Linked DNA regions of Rattus norvegicus: region 2 is linked to region 1. Evidence: chromatin contacts called from public Hi-C data. All regions are on one chromosome and are shown on one strand. Each heading gives the region's core, a stretch centred on a gene start, on an enhancer-like site or on the middle of the called end of the contact. The rest is flanking DNA. Distances are from core to core; before and after follow the strand shown. Region 1 has its middle 110 kb from the start of Fn1. Region 2 has its middle 240 kb from the start of Fn1.

Region 1 (2,855 bases), core at 350-2,849:
CCCTCAGGTAGAAGCAATGGAGTACCTGGGGAAGAGTCAGGTTCTAACCTCTTCAGTCCATACAGTTCACATTTTTTCCCGTAGGAAAGACCTCCCTGACTGAGTGTCTTCATCTAGAACGCTAAAAGGTATCCAAAAGGCAGCACTTAGATTGTATTCTACAAATTTAAAGTGCTCAAGCGAGTGACCCCCACATGGAACTCTAACTGAGGACTTTGTGGATTTCTAAGCCGCCTTTTTCAGGGTCAGGTTTTCTGCATGACCTGTCTTCTCAGTGTTTCAAAATGTCAGCCACGAAAATTAACCCTCCTCACTCCCCTCCACCAAATGTCTCATCGTAGTTCAAAAGAGAAAGCCATTCTCTAGCGTACTCTTGGATAACCGTCAAAGTCAGGGTCTCTGCTCCTTGTGTCTCACTGACCCCTCTCCCTGCCCCAGATAAAAGCTCCTGAATACACGCCATACCCAACTGCTTTCTCTCTTCCATTCCTGTATCCTAGCCACCTGTATCTCCTCTTTAGCCTGTGGCATCCATTTATTGGTAACCTTCTACACCTTCAGTGGAACCTTCTAGTTCTTCGTCTCACGTTGTGGCCCAAGTGCTCATCAAATAATGATCAGGTCATGACCCTTCTTTCATGCCCTGATTGTTGTAATAGTTGTGACTGTGAAGTCCTTAATATCTTGTGCTTGCCCAGGTCACCAGCCTCACTGCTCCTACGTCCCCAGTACTCACCAGCTTTGACCTCATTGCTCTCCACTTCAACGTCTCCCCTGATCCTCCAATCAAACTTCTGTCATATATGCTCTCTAAGAGTATACGATCCCTCCACCCACTGTCTCTTATATTAATTGTCTCTTATAGATCTTTAATAGATAAATAAACATAAATAGATAAATATATCATATATATCATATATCACATGTCATGTCACACATCACATGTCACATATCATATATATATAATAGATATATAGATATTTCAGAAAATGATAATATTAATTTAGCATTAGTCACTGCCACCTGACCGAGCTCCTCAAGGATTGGCATATTTATCTTGTCCCACTCTCTCTTCTCCAGCACCCAGTTGAGAAATTTGTACATAGAAAGGACTTAATAAATATTCTTTAAATGATGGGCTTCCGTTCATACCAGAAGAGATTCGAGGAAGACTATCTGTGGGTCACGGCACCAAAAGGGACTGCTCCTTGCACTTCCTGGGAAAGCTGGTTTATTTTGCATCCTTGGCTCTTGCCCTAAGAATGGAACTCACACATCAGTAGGATACTAAGCAGAGATACGGCATTATTTTCATCATTGAACTCGTTCTCAAAGTAGCTGCCTATTTCCATTCAAGAACATCAGTTAGGGGAGAGCAACACACAGCTTGTAATACATTGTTATTTTTTAGGTCCCCACCCTCAAACATATGATTGCATGAAAATTAATTCACTTATGTCATGTACACCACCCATAAGATTTAGCATTCTGAGAAATGTGTTTTGTTTTTCAGTTATAAAGAGCTGGTCTAGAGGCATATGTTAGACCCACTTCAGTCTTTGCCCAAATATGGTGACATAACACTCTGGGATAAGGCCAATAGCCTAGATTTATAGCTTAAAATCCAGACTGGGTGAAACAGGATCCCAGTGAGTCAAAGTGCGTGATTGTTCCAAAAGTCTGGGCAGGTGCCAGCCATTCATAGCTTGCTATTTCCAGTGAGATTTCGAAACATGAACACTTGTAGTCCTCATTAACAACAATCAAGAGATGTAAAATCACAGTCAGGACTTCTAGCTAAAGAGGTAAAGTACACACCCACGCTGTCTCTACCGGTGTGCTGAGAACTGCAGAGTCCCCATGTTGTAAAACCTGACAAGACAGGAATGTAAGACAAAGCCTTAACTGTTTGATATGGGTTCGGGAGTCCAGGAAGTGTGTCAACACACTCAATTAGAATTTGTATGGTCACAATTTATTTTGGGTATTTTCCCGAATGCCAGGTCAATATTTATAGAACCTGGGCTGAACTGAGTGGCAGACAGTTCTGGTGGCATGCGGCTGCTTTAGGTGGAGATTCCTGGATGTCCCCTACCTTTCCCCATTCCTCCTAGCTAAAACCCATCCTTTATATCTACAGAGTCTGGAATTTACCATTCTCCAATTCCTTACAGGCAGAGGTCCTGCCTTCTTTGAAAACCCAGAGACTCCTTAGAACGGCAGTTACTTCCCAGGGCATCAATCATTCCACCTTATGTAGAAATTAAATATACTATCAGTGCGATAACTTACTCTTAACCCCTCAAACTAAACCTTCTGTCAATTTTAAGTAGGCAGCATTTGCTTCCACCTGTGTGAATAGGCTTGCAGAAGTTCCCATGAGGTTTAAAGCAGACTAACACATACACTGTCATCTCTGAGCGAAAGGGAGGGGTGTGCCTGGAAGCAACTGTCAGCATGAACCCAATGCCACACGGTACCCCATTAATGTCTGCAATCAATATGTATTGATAAAAATTGCATTACATGTGTTTATTGCACATGTGCACATGCATGTGCGTTCATGTTGGTGTGTGCATGTGTACCACAGCATATATATGGAGATCAGAGGACAGCTTTCAGGGGTTGGTTCTCTCCTTCCATTATGTGGGTCTTGGGGGTCAAACCTAGGTCATCAGACTTGGAGTCAAATGCCCTTACACCCTGAACTGTCTCATCAGCCCAGGAAATTTTAAGTTGTTTTTTTTTTTTTTTAAAAACTTGTGTGTGTGCACAGACAAGTGCACATGAACACAGGTGTTTGAGGAGGCCAGAGGTGTCATATCCCCCTGAAGTTGGAGTCACAGGTATTGTGA
Region 2 (2,726 bases), core at 200-2,699, 130 kb after region 1:
TACAAACCAAGAGACCCAACAACAATAACAGCAGCAGCAGCAGCAGCAGCAACAACAACAACAACTAATCCATTCAACTTAGTGAGCCAATGAATTTGTAAATTTATTGATTTATTTCGGGAGTATAGTGACTCAAAGGCTAGTGCATGACTAAAAGTCTCATCCTAGTGTGGATGATGACTCAAAATTGCTGTATTATGAAGGAGTCTCTACCTCCAGGAAACCATCTGTTGTCTATGTATGTTAGGTTTTTGGAGGAGGAGAAAGAGGATCCAACAGAAAGGTCCTGAACAAAATTTCCTTCAGGGGACAGGTGTATTGACACAGCAGTAAATAGTATGACAGGGGTCTGCAGTGAGAGGCATCAGTCCTGGAAGACAAAGTTCACTGTTTACTCTGAAAGGTTTCTGGGGGGCAATGGGGACACTGGACTGTGAGGAAACAGCTTGGTTAATAAGTGACTTATGATACATGACAGGGGTCACAGAGACTCAGGACAGGGGAGTGGGGCTAAGTTAATAGGTGACCGCAGTTAAGCATCCATGGACCCTGAGGTGGGGTGGGGTTGAGATCTGGCTCTTTGGGAGAGTAGTATGTGACCTGTCAGCTTTTATAGTAGCTATGAGGGGAAAGAGACTGCAGTGGGTGAGGCCAGATCTATAGGCTCTTAGCAGCAGATCCCGAAAGGTCTGAGTTCTAACAATATAAATTCTAGAAACCCCAAACTTGACCCCACCCAAGACTATATACAGTTAAAAGACAAGAGATGGGGCTGGAAAAATGGCTCAGAGGTTAAGAGCACCAGCTGTTTTTCCAGAGGTCCTGAGTTCAATTCCCAGCAACCACGTGTTGGCTTATAATCATCTATAATGAGATCTGATGCTCTCTTCTGGCCTGAAGGCACACATGTAGACAGAACAATGTATACTAAATAAATAAACCAAAAAAGAAAGAAAGAAAGACAAGAGACACTTGGCCATATCAGGTAAAGGTCTAATGAGCCTCTCCTTTGCCTGTCATCCTTGCCACAAACCTAGCTTTTGCTATATTGTTTGGCTAATTTTACTGTTACGACTGTGGGCCAGGGTCTTCTGTAAGTCCAGCTTGTGTGGTGGAATGCCTGTTGGAAAGAGCTCTCTACCACAGGTAAACCTCCCTCTGGTTTCTATCTGCATTTCAGTTCATCTGATGAATTTCTTTTTTTTTTTTCCTTTCTCAGAAACCTCTCTGTGTTGATTGAGTCTTTTAAATAGTAACTCATCCTTCCTCTTGCCACACACTACCACTCCCCATCCCTCTGGAGGACCACTTGTCCCGCCACATTGGACTCAGCTGTCAGCTGCAGAAGCCCACGAACACTGGGCAAGTTACCTAAGCAGAACCCAGGCTGAAGCCAGCCGCATGACTCAGGGGGGAAGCAGCCTTTCTCCCTGAATCAGCCCCAGCCAGGCCACATCTGAAGCTTAACCCAGCCAAGAGTCCAACCGCTGCCCAGCTGCCTATGGACACACGGGCCCTGTGCTGTCTCAGCTGAGAGGACCCCGTCTGCTGATTCACTTGCACCTGGGCTTCCTGGCTGGTCATCTGGAAAGGTACAAGCTCGGGCCTTATTTATCCAAGGCAATCTTTTAGAAGTCACCCTACATTTCTTCTAAGTGTCTGGGCGCAGTGTGGAGTGCGGTTTATTTCAACCATGTTGTAGTAGCCTGTGTTGGAACTTGCTGAGGTCTGAAGCCTGTCGTCAACATACAACTGACATAAACTTTTACTGGTGGGGGAGACATCAGAGGGCTGTACAGACAAACAGCTGAAGTGGCAGGGTACCAAAGACTGCAGCTAAAGGTCACTCTCGGCCACCCTGGATGTGCTTCTCTGAGCCCTCACCCTCGTGTAACATGTGAAGGGTGGACAAGTGATCCAAGCATGTATTGAAACCAGACTTGGCCGAGGTGCCATAAACAAAATTTTGCCCACTGTGTTTGGCAGTTACAAAATATTTCGTAGGTGGTGGGGCCATGCATCTTCCTGACATACCATGAGGAAAGTTGGAAGAGTAGCTCTGTGTCACATGTGAGGAGCAGGAAGCACCAACGTGGTAAGGAAGAAGAAGAAGACAAGATCTGGATGTTGGCTCTGCCACGTGCTGGGAAGATTATGACCTTTCTGTGGATTTGTGTGAGAATTGCAGCTAATAATTCCTTCCCTACAAAGTTTACCACTAGGATAAGATCTAACACATGAAGCACCTCCGACTCTATACACCGATCATTCTATTTTCTTTTTCTGTTTTTGTTTGTTTTTTGTTTTGTTGCTGTTTTGTTTTGTTTCCAGATAGGGTTTTTCTGTGTAGTCCTGGTTGTTCTGGAACGCACTTTGTAGACCAGGCTGGCCTGGAACTCAGAGATCCACCTGCCTCTGCCTCCAGAGTGCTAGGATTACAGGTGTGCACCACCATGCCCAGCTCACTCAACTTTCTTGAGTCAAAGACATTCAGAAGTATGTTCAGAGGCGCTCAGCTTGTAGAAGAAACCGGGGCCTGAATGAGGACCTAGGTTCAAGATACATTTATTGACCTTTGGAATTCGATCTTTTGACCATAAAAAGAATGACGTCTATGCCCCTTTCCCCACATTCATATTCCTATCTGACTGAGAACACCAGAAGAGATCTTTGGTTCTCTGTATCTTAGCTTCCAGTTTCCTTATTTCTATTTATTTTTCTCTGTT

Evidence for each region. A called contact is a pair of places that touch in the nucleus more often than the background predicts.
Region 2: a Hi-C map of liver shows a contact between it and region 1, with 6 times the contacts expected there. The contact joins two enhancer-like sites. A contact is called at or near these places in 2 of 12 Hi-C or Micro-C datasets (the A7r5 cell line and liver).

The regions. Positions count from the first base shown.
Region 1 is chr9:80,821,217-80,824,071 of GRCr8, forward strand. No RefSeq gene overlaps it. Among named protein-coding and RNA genes, the nearest start is that of Fn1, 110 kb to the left of the region's middle. Within about 2 kb of position 1,600, at least 15 of the 93 cell types and tissues checked have an H3K27ac peak or open chromatin away from gene starts, as enhancers often do. A contact at or near this core is called in the A7r5 cell line and liver, where this site is marked.
Region 2 is chr9:80,954,377-80,957,102 of GRCr8, forward strand. No RefSeq gene overlaps it. Among named protein-coding and RNA genes, the nearest start is that of Fn1, 240 kb to the left of the region's middle. Within about 2 kb of position 1,450, at least 9 of the 93 cell types and tissues checked have an H3K27ac peak or open chromatin away from gene starts, as enhancers often do. A contact at or near this core is called in the A7r5 cell line and liver, where this site is marked.